2 separate regions of the Mus musculus genome follow, and region 2 is linked to region 1. A link is a contact called in public promoter capture Hi-C data. All regions are on one chromosome and are shown on one strand. Each heading gives the region's core, a stretch centred on a gene start, on an enhancer-like site or on the middle of the called end of the contact. The rest is flanking DNA. Distances are from core to core; before and after follow the strand shown.

What was found. Capture Hi-C pulls out chosen DNA fragments and counts their contacts.
Region 2: a contact with region 1 is called in a promoter capture Hi-C map of adipose tissue. The contact joins the promoter of Araf here to the promoter of Ndufb11 in region 1. A contact is called at or near these places in 4 of 39 promoter capture datasets (the C10 cell line, cranial neural crest and pre-B cells), 5 of 484 Hi-C or Micro-C datasets (B cells, CD4 T cells, CD8 T cells and 2 more), 4 of 115 datasets of contacts at active chromatin or transcription factors (effector CD8 T cells, memory CD8 T cells, regulatory T cells and 1 more) and 3 of 9 other capture datasets (adipose tissue, liver and pancreatic islet).

The regions. Positions count from the first base shown.
Region 1 is chrX:20,614,649-20,620,084 of GRCm38.p6, forward strand. It overlaps Ndufb11 (NADH:ubiquinone oxidoreductase subunit B11), which reads right to left and starts at 2,971. Exons shown (of 3, transcript NM_019435.5): 1 at 2,412-2,971; 2 at 1,066-1,196; 3 at 678-894. The coding sequence starts at 2,612. The coding sequence ends at 771. Rbm10 (RNA binding motif protein 10) reads left to right here and starts at 2,855. Exons shown (of 24, transcript NM_145627.3): 1 at 2,855-3,403; 2 at 5,326-5,436. It also overlaps the pseudogene Gm23628.
Region 2 is chrX:20,846,075-20,851,510 of GRCm38.p6, forward strand. Araf (Araf proto-oncogene, serine/threonine kinase) reads left to right here and starts at 2,469. Exons shown (of 16, transcript NM_009703.2): 1 at 2,469-2,545; 2 at 3,853-4,008; 3 at 4,171-4,274; 4 at 5,392-5,436. The coding sequence starts at 3,913.

The DNA.
Region 1 (5,436 bases), core at 1,721-4,220:
TCAGATAGATATAGCACTTTATCTTAGCCAAAAGGCTGAGAAGTGTTGGTGGACCAAATGTTCCAGCACACACTATGCTGAGCACTGCTTTGCATAGAATATATCTGAACACATGTCCCTCTTGAGTTTTAGATCTTCTCCATCCAGAAGAGCCTCCCTCCAACATTTATAAGGCAGTGGTTCTCAATCTGTGGGGTGTGACCCCTTTAGCAACCTTCTACCTCCAAAAATATTTACATCACGATGATTCCTAACAGTAGCAAGGCTAAAGTTACAAAGTAGCAATGAGAATGACTTTATGGCTGGGGGTTCAGCACAACATAAGGAACTATATTGAAGGGTCTGAGCATTAGATAGGTTGAGAACCACTGCTTGAAGAAGCCCAGGTTACTGTACTGAACCCTGAAGTGCCAGACATCTTTTTTTGAAACCTTGACTATACAGACCAGATGTGCTTCTGATGGCTTTAGCCCTAGCTACTACTTAATAGCAACCACCTGAGATTCAAGGGGAGCCACATATCCTTGCTATGCAATCCACAGGGCCATGGGATACAGTACTAAGCCACCAAACCTTAGTGGTACACAGCAACAGACAAGAAAGGCAGCAGTGGCCCTTGAAAGCTTGTCACACACTCATATATCCTCTTCCATAACAAAAGCAGCAGTAACCAGTCATACTTTCAATTCCTTTAATAAGGTGTTCTGAGGAACCAGGTAAATAACAAGCAGCGGATGAGTAATGCTTCTTAGGCCCTGCTCGGTAAGCCATCAGTCATCTTCTGGTAACTGGATCTTGCTGGGATCGAAGTAGTTGGATTCCATGATGGGAAGGCCATTGACTTCTCGGTATTTCACAAGTCTCTCAGCTTCCCGGCGGGCCCACTCTTGCATCCTAAAAGCAACAAGTGGGTTATGATGTGAGGGAACCTTACTAGACAGAAGTTCCCAACTTTAGCACCCTATCCCCCACCAGTACAGGGTAAGAATTCTGGCCAGAGACTCCTCCAACCTCTACCTTTGCCTCTGCCCCTTCCCACTCAACTTTCTTAGAAAACCCCTATACCTGTAATCAGGCACATAAGCCACGAAGGTGGTCCCAAAGACCAGGACGATGGAAAAACCAAAGAAGAAGACAGCTCGCATATTCCAGACGTCCACCACAGGGTCACTATCATAACCATGAAAGTCAGGGTTCTGAGGAGAAGGAGAGGTCAATTAGGGCTTCTTGCTGCTCCATAAAGTTATATCCTGGCCTTGCATGACCTGGTCTCTAATCCGCCCTCCAATCTCTAACCAATCTCTTATCCCTGATTAAAATCCTTTCTCTACTTTTAGGATACGTGAAATTCCTTCCCACCACAGGGCTGTGACATTTGCTGCTCTCGAGGCCTAGAAAGCTCTTCTTCCAAATCTAATCACCACTGAATTCATCACCATCTCCCCATCCAAGATTTTGACTTTCTTTCCAAATGAATAATTGGCCTCACGTACTTGTTTGGGAGTGCTCACCCTGTCTGTTAAGTTTCATCCTTGGAAAGTGCTATTTATAAAGATTAAAAAAATGTTTGGATATTGGCAATTTCCTATGGGTCCACTTATTCTATAGGACCCTATAATAATTTAAGATCTTCAATCAGATGTTAATGTTGAATATACTAGGCCTTTTCAAAAACACAAACCTCACAATATCCTCAGTAGAGTGGAAATGGCAATAATAAACACCTTCTAATTTGGAGTACTTCTGAAGTAAGTGGTAAGAGCTGCAGTGACCATTCTGACTCATATGAAGCAGGTGTGTTTTTCTTAGCTTTCCTAGTACTTTTCTCACTTTACAAAGAAACCGAGGCACCAAGAGATTAAATTACTTGTCCAAGGTCATACAAGTGAATAATTTTCAACCCAAGATGTCTGACTCCAGAATCTCTGCTCTCCATAAAGCACAGGAATTCAGTCCTGAATGCAAATAATCAGCTCCATGACCTACTCAAGCTGTGATCTTGGGCTAGCAACTTGTGTTTTAGTATCCTCATCTATGTCACTGTAACAGTTACAGTGCCTACTTCAGTAACAGTTATAGTGCCTACTTCAAAATCACGCTACTTTAGAATTGAGATGAGTAAATAGATACAAAGTGTCTAGCACAGCCTGGCATTATGCACGTGTTACCTTAGAGTTTAGTATTACCCTAATTATAAAGTTTCTAACATGCTTTGGGTGCTGCCCTCTTTCAGTGTGATTTCTGACTGCAAATAAGGCAACGAAAGAGAAAAACAAGCTAGGCAAAATTTCTGAATATTCGAAGATTTTGTCCACTGCTCAAATCTCGGGCCGGAGAATGTCCGCTTTGACACTGGTTTCCCTGGTCCAGATTGGCCCCTACAGCGTCCCGTTTTCCCCCCTCCCTCTCACCTTCGCGTAGACGTTTTCGTCCTCGGGTTCTGGGTCCTCCTGCCACTGCATGGTCGGTTCTCGTTGCCGCTTTTTCTCCACACCGGATGGGGCGATTACAGCCCTGGAGGACTCCCAGCGAACGCGAGCAGCCGGGAGCCCTCTCATCGCCCCCGCTGCTGACAGGCAGCGACCATACAAGCTTAACAGTCGGGCCGCCATGACAGCTTGTACTGCGGAGTCCTGGGGGGCGGGGGGGGGGAGGGAGACGGAAATACAATGTGCGCAGCTGCGGTTGATCCCAGCGCGATTTTTGTCGCTCCGCCCTTACCTTGCTAAATAGATCCCCGGCCTAAGTTTGTTTACGAGTTCGGCGAGGTGCGGACTCTATTTTGCCTCCCACGCCGTGTCGCTACCGAATCAACGTTATCATTTCTGTTAGTCTGGGAGAGAGTTGTTTTTGAGAGGTCTGTTCATTTTCTTCGTAAGAAGAAAGCGGTGACATCTAGATGGCCCTGTAGGGAAAGAGGTGGAGCTTCTAGTTGTCTTTCAACTTCAAAGGACAGCAAGCTTCTAAAGAGCGGGCCTCTTAGGGGTAGCCAATAGCTACTCTTTTTTCTGGACTCCTGGGCCGTTCTCACAGGGAATGGGGAGGTAGCATATGCTTGCCAATCAGAGAATGCCAGGGCCAGCCAATGGTGACCGGCAACCAATCGTCAAGGCCGGCCAGAGCGCGCTCCCTTAGTAGGTGGATGGTGGTCGGATCGCCGGCTCTCTTCTCGTCGCCATTTTGTGTTGGTGACTGTGGCCGGCTAGGAGGAGGTGGCACCGAGTTTCCTTGGGAGGGCAACGCGTCGGTCGCGTCTCCCCTCCCCCTTTCCTCCTTTTTGCTCCCAGTCTTGGACTTGGTAGTTGCATGCATTGGCTCCCATTTGAACTAACAGTTCTGAAGGAGGTGGTGGCGGGCGGAGGTGATGCCTGGGAGCCCTCCCTTGACAGCCCGGGCCGAGAAGGTGAGCGCCGTTGCGGGTCGTGGGATCGGAGGTAAAGGAGCTGGGCGCGTGGGAGGGGGAGAGGGCCGGTGTGCATAGAAGAGGCGCGGGGACGGACTGTACCCTCGGAGTTCGCACAGAGCTGAGGGATGCCTGCACAGCCTGCACCTGAAGAGGGGGTATGGTCCCCCACCCCAGCTTTTTTCTTATGAAAGCAAAAGCGCGTGCGCGATTGGGACGCGGGATGGGTGCACGCGGGTTGGGGGAAGGGAGAGACAGATGGGAGTGGGGTACTGTGACTTACTGTATTTGCCCACCGAACTTTTTATCTTTTGAAACGCGCGTGTTTGCGACTTTGCGGGGGGTGTTCTTAGAGGAGGGTTGTGCTGACTGCCCTTGTTACTTAACTATCCACGGGGAAATACTCTGGCTGCGGCCTCTATTCATTTATGTGGTGGGAATGAGGGTGACAAGCGCGGAGAAAGAAAGTGAATATGGTTTTTATCCTTGGGGTCTGTATCTGACCTCTGATCCTTATCAGGAAGCAGGCTTGTTACTGATCGACCCCAACTTAGTTAGTTTGGGGAGGGGGTGCAGAGAATATATATATCCGGCGTTTCTTCTTTTGGGAGTTGTATCTGTAACAGTGAGGTCTATATATTCAAAGGGAAATCCGTTTAATTGTGTCTCTTATAGGTATCCTGTGATCCTGGCCCTTGGCTATTTTGGGGGCTTGTCTGTAACTTTGTTTCTTTTCTGTGCTGTGTATGCAACAAAATTAGACTCATTCTTTTGCCATTGAGCATTTTGTGTCAGGTTCTCATCCACTGGGGTTCCTGCCTGTGATTCTTTTCCCCATCTGGGGGAAGTTAACTGATCCTTGAGTTGGAAGAGAAAATAGGTACTTAAGAGAAAAGGTGTTGTGGCAACCTACCGTTGGGCAAGTACTATACCCGCCTAGCTTTACTTGGTTCCTGTACAAATGGGTGGCAGCTAAAGATTCAGGGGTAATTTTGATCTCTGGTTGGGTCATGACACTCTCAGATCTTGTACTTCTCAAGGCAGTCCCAAAAGTTGGATGAAGTAGCTGTCCCTGTCACTCAGTAGAACAAGATGTTTTGGAACCACTTGGGAAAGAGGCCCCTTTTGCCTCTGGAAAGCTTAGCCTAAGCTCCCTGGGGAGAGATTCACCTGGGGACCTGGCTGCACATTAGGGCGGAACTACTTGCTGTGTTGAGGATCAGAGCTGTGTTGGCCAAAAAGCCCAGGGAGGTGGCAGCTGTCTTGTTGCCATGTTAGCCGCCTCCCCCCTCCAAAAGCCTTTCAGGGTTTCTGACTGCCTTGTTGGGGGTATAGTTGGCATCTTGTTGGGAGGTTGAAATAATACCCTGACCCATGGAAAGGAGTCTGAGATTCCTTCTGTTGTGAAGTCTTTTGCTACTGTATTGTCTTTTGGAGTTTTGCTAGTTTTTGTGATGGGACCTCAGGGCCTTGAATGTGCTGGGCAAGTGTTCTACCCTCAACTATACCCCATCCAATTATTGTAAAAGTCTTATTTTTGTGACTAATGTGCCTAATCTAGGCAAATCATTTAGCACTTGCCCTTCCCTTCCCAGCAACCAGCCATGGGCTTACATTTGTCTACCAGTCTAAGAATGCAAAACCTTGGTCATAAATAGCCTGTGGCCCCACCAAATCTTTATGAGATATCTTTGTTTGATGAGGGCTTTGCTATTTTCTAGGGTAGTGGAATATGGGGGAAGAAAAGGAGAGAGAGCCAAGTAGGGGTTGTCTTCCTGAACTGTTGCACGGAAGCACGAGGAAATGGAAAACAATGTCCTTGGGTTATAGGACAGTAGGGAATCTTGACAATGACTGTCTCCTCAAGGAGGCCCTCTCTGCTCCAACTGCCTTGACCCCTTTCTTCCTTCCATTCTCTGTAGAGTCTCTGCAGGAGGTATCACCCAGACGGGCAGATCATGCTGGCAGCAACAGGGGTGGCTGAGAAGTGAAAGGAGCCAGCTACTGAGGAGGGGCCCCAGCAGCCCCTAAAA
Region 2 (5,436 bases), core at 1,219-3,718, 230 kb after region 1:
CATCAACTTTGTTTACTATTATTACTAATATTATTATTTTGTACATGCACAATGGGGTACACAAGTGCTATAGTATATATGTGGAGGTTAAAAGACAATTTTGTGGAGTCAATTTTTCCTTTTGCCTTTTTGTGGGTTCCAGGGATCAAACTCAGGTTAGCTGGTCTGCAACACAAGCACCTTTAACCACTGAACCATCTTGCTAGATTTCATTCACCTTGATTGTTGAGACAGAGCCTCTTCATTGGCCTGGAGCTCATTGACTCAGCTAGACTTGCTGGCAGCCAGTCTCAGGGATCTTGCTGTTTCCTCCTCTCACTGGCATTACAAACACAGATCACCACACTTGGTTTATTTTTATGTGGAAAGTACCTGAAACACTTACTTTACCAACTTGAGCCGTCTCCCTAGAACCCAATAAGTCAGTTTGAAGAGCAGGAACTAATCCATTGCTGCAAGAACTAATCCAGTCTTGCACGGATGATGTCAATCCCCTGAAAGGCCCCACCTATCAGTATCCATGCACTGGCTACCAAAATTCCACCATGAATTTTGACAAGAACAGACCACATCCACACCATAGTAATATTCTCTTTACTCTTTCCCCAAATGGTAGCTAGTTTGATTTCTTTCACTATAAACTGGTTTTTCCTGGCTTAGAATTCCATTGAAAACTATAGTAATGAAAACTATAGTATTACTCTTTAGTTCCTGGTTTTTTTTCCTTCTTTTAAACTTAGGTCTAGGAAATTCATCTATGCTGTTCTATAGTTGTGATTGCTGAGTGTTCTATTATGTGACGTTGTCATAGTTCATGGTCTATTCTTTTGTTGGATACCAAGGCTGTTTCTAGTATTTTTTTGTTTTTAGTTTTTACATTTCCTAATATGAATAAAGCTAATCTGAATATGTGCATACATGTTTTAGTGTGGATATGTAATGGGCTGTGGTTGGCTCACCATAGCCAATTTAGGGCCTTTCTTAATTCTGGTTCAGTGATGTCATATTGGTAGTTTGAAACATCCACTGTAGGAATCTTTATACCACAACTGACAAATGTTACAAATTACAATTGTTTTCTTTTTGAAAAGCTGGTTGTTAACATTTACCAGCATACCATGTGGGTATATGTTTTCATTTCTCTAGAGTAAACACTTAGAAATGATGTTGTTGGATTCATGATTGATTGATTTTCAAATTATTTCTTGTCCTGTTTTTGCAAAGAACTTAAAGAAAGAAATCTTATCTTTTTATAGAACCAACAGACTCAGCCCATTACATACAGGTTCTCAAAATAACTACTAGCTCGTTTTGAAGTAAGAAAACGTGACGGTACCATTTGGGACACAGAGTTTCTCTTAAATTCATCTAGTAGTCAGGGTGGCCATCTGTTACTTAACTATATCCAAAGGAAAACCAAGACTCATATCTTAGAAGAAAGAAGGAACAACTTTGAGCTGGACACATAGAGGAAGTTTGCATCAGACAGGGAGATAGGGGTGTTGTTACATTTGAAAGAGATGGTTTCAAGGCCTTTAGGAAAATTTTCTGTGGTTGTAAAACTGGCAAGAGACTGCCATACTCTTTGGGGAGGGGCAGGGTGCTGAGAATTTAACTCAGGGCTTTGTGGTTCATTCTCTTGTTGAGCTACAACCCTAGAACTAAGCTTTTAAGGAAGATTTATCTATCTATCTATCTATCTATCTATCTCCAATAGACAGAGAAAATAAAAGTTTTCTGAAGGAAATGCTCCAAAAAAAGAATGTAGGTACATACACATGTGTGTGTCTGTGCCTTTTCTTATTCTGATGCCTGGGTAAATTCAGTTTAAGAATTATATTCATCCTAAAATATGTCCACAAATGGCTGCCACAGGATTGCATTCCAGAACAACACTCCCTTCTTCACCTAGCCAGCTGTGGTCTGTCTTTCAAATTCCTCAACCCCTTTCCTCCCTCCCTAGAGCCAGACCTCCAGCACGGATCCGCTAATTAGCAAAAGTTATGACTACAGTTTCTTAGAGCTGGTAAATACTGAACATCATTTAGTCTGAGTCCACCCTGTTTTAAAGACCATCAAATTAAGATATATGAATAGTCCTTTAAAATGTGCTTTACACTACTGGCCAAATTGCATTTAAGGGTTTCTCTTGCTCAGATCAGTCTTAAATGGCCAGAAAATACAAAACTGAAATGGAGTCGTGCCTCTGACACGCACACCAAAAAAAGACAAGCTTCTTTATTCTATAGCACGGTTAGGGTTAAAGTCCTTAAAACGCAGTAGTCGCCCTGACTGCGCCTGCGCGCCAATCAGGACAGGCGAATTTGCCCTAGAGACAGCCATTTGAGCCCACCCCTCCTAATCCGGAACACGACCCACATTCCGCTGGCCCTGTCTTGATGGGCATGATCATCCTCCAATAAGAATGGAGAGACGAGTCACAGCGAGCCAATAGCAAAAAGCCTAGGGACGGTGGCGGTGGACTGAGAGGAAACAAGAAGACAAGCCCAAGATGGAGGCGGTGGTGGTGGTAGCGGTGTGACAGGTGAGGGCAGGCCCGGTAGGGTTCGGGTTTTGGAGCGGCTGCGGGACCCGGGTATGAAGTCCAGACCGAAAGCTCAGCTCCAAGATGCTTCCGTCTGAATCTCAGCGTTCTCCCGCCCGGAACCAAAGGAGTGGTTTGACCAGGGCGAGACCGTCGTCATCGACCGTGGGAGTGGATGGAGGAGTCGGCCTGCAGGCTGCAGTGGTGGTTTCGCTTGCTGCGCGTGGCAGTGCACCTGCACAGAGCTTGAAGCCCTTGGGGAGGGCGGGACGGAGCCAAATTGGGTCTGGGGTCTGGGGCTTGGGTGCGAAATTCCAAGGTGAATTCTTAAACCCCTTAAAATGTCTAATGACGTTTCCTCACGACGTCCAGGAGATGCAGCTCTCTCCCATGGTTCCTTATTGCCCTTCATATTCTACGCCACCTAGGAAGATGTCTGACGATTACCTCATTATCCCTAGTTCACCCTAATCCCTTTCCATGATTTCACAGTGCGTTTACACCAGTAATCTGTTTGTGACCCCCAGTAGTTATCAGGTACAGTTTTTGGAAACCCTTCCCCCAACCTCACCTCCATCTTCTTCATCTGGATACCATTGTCTTCCTTTGCCTTTCCTCTTGATAGTGTTTTCTGATGAGCCATCATTGCCACTGCATTTGATTTAGTGTGTAATGTGGTCTGTTATCCAGCTGTTTTTCACAGTCTGTAGTGACTCTTATTACATCTCTCTTTAGTCTAGGGTATGGCGAACCTCTGTGGACTCTAGAGGGTCTGGTGACCTCTATTAGCTACCTGACAGTACCTTTGATTCTACCATTAGCCTTATAGCTTATGCTCTGGAATACCCACAGTGCCTTTTAAGGTCATTGGTACTGTCTTCATTTCCTTCAATCTAAAAACAAGGTCTGATGATCCTCCATTTTCCTGTCCCCTGTCTGTGTCTGATTACCCATTCTCTGAAGCTAAGACAGCCTGTTTATTTCCATTGTGTGCCTGAGACCTGTGATTTTTCAGTGCAGTACATAATGGCTTCCCCATTAATCTCTAGAGAGTCATGTGTTCTGCACTGTCCAGAACCGTGTGCACTGTCTCCTCACTGCAGTGAGTCTCAGATCTTGGTACTCAACTATGACATAAGCAATAGGAGATTCTCAGCAGAGAAGGGTTAGTATCATTGGGCTGGTTCATAAAAAGTGGGATTTAGGGAACAGTGGGAACTTGGAGATGGAATTTTATATGTCCTCTGCCACTCTGCTTTCAGGCTGTCATTACTAGACCTCTGAATTTCTCCTCTGTCCTCTGCTAGGAGGCCTATGGCAGCTGCCCAGTCCTACCTCAGCCCATCTTGAAAACAATCTTAGGCAACATGGAACCACCACGAGGCCCTCCTGTTAGTGGGGCTGAGCCATCTCGGGCAGTTGGCACTGTCAAAGTGTACCTGCCTAACAAGCAACGCACAGTGGTGAGTCACTCAGGCAGTACTGGCAGGGGTTCCAGATAGTCGTAGTGTGGGATCAGAAGGGTGGCGAGGGTTAGGGAATGAATGCTGCAGAGGGAAGGAATAATTGGCTAGGGTACCTATTGGATACTGAAGACCCCAATCTCTACACACACACACACACAGGTGACTGTCCGGGAAGGCATGAGTGTCTATGACTCTTTGGACAAGGCCCTGAAGGTGCGGGGTCTCAACCAGGACTGCTGTGTGGTCTACAGGCTCATCAAAGGGTAAGTATGGAAACCCCATGCCATTCACTGGGTCCCTACACACCTCCTTTCTTCAGTGCCATCTTATTCCTCCTCATTTGTCTTGGAGTCTTCCACTATCTGAGGTAACCCAGGTGACATCTTTCGTTTCCCTTCATTGACCATTGGAAGGTCTGCAATTCACTATGCACTCAGCCCTCAAGTCCTCAGTCTGTCACCTTCCAGAGTTCATCTGTTTTGTTCTTTCACCATTTCTTGAAGTCACAAGCTCTTTCTTTTCTCATGGTCCCCATACACCATGGAGTTGGTGGTCTTCATTGACCTTTCTATTCTTTGTTTGTTTGTTTGTTTGTTTTGTTTGTTTTTTTTTTTTTTTTTTTTTGAGACAGGGTTTCTCTGTATAGCCCTGGCTGTCCTGGAACTCACTTTGTAGACCAGGCTGGCCTCGAACTCAGAAATCCACTTGCCTCTGCCTCCCGAGTGCTGGGATTAAAGGTGTGCGCCACCACGCCTGCCTGACCTTTCTATTCTTGTGTTCCTTGGTGCCTTAATGTTTTGGATGGAGTTCCTGTTTTCATTTTACCTGTTTCAGTGTCTCAGGTGCTGGCTTACTACGCCTGAGATGTAGTTTCATTTGCCTCTCACCACATGCTTAAGATCATGGATTAAATCTGGGAGTGGTGGGTATACCTGTTAGCCTAGCGCTTGGGCAATTCACCTAATTGCTTGAGCCTGTTTCCTCATGTGTAAAGTGGGAGTAAAAATAGTGACTAACTTTATTTTTTATTTGAAATGTTACCCTTTTTATGTGTATGAGTGTTTTGACTGCATGCGTGTGCACTGTGTGTGTTCCTCACGCCTATGGAGGCCAGAAGAAGGTTGAAGATCCCACCGGAGTTAAGGATGGTTATGAGCCACGGTGTGAGTGCTGGGAACTGAACCCAGGTCCTCTGAAAGAAAAGCAAGTATTCTTAACTGCTGAGCCATCATCTCTCCTGTCCAAAAGTGACTAACGTAGTGAGAATTAAACATGTGGGAGAGTGGTTCGTGGATGGGACTGAGAGGAACTTTGGGAACTTCCCTGTCTACTGTGGTCCCAGTGTATCATCGCTCTCATTCTCTCCCATACTTCTTGCAGAAGAAAGACAGTCACTGCCTGGGACACAGCCATTGCGCCTCTGGA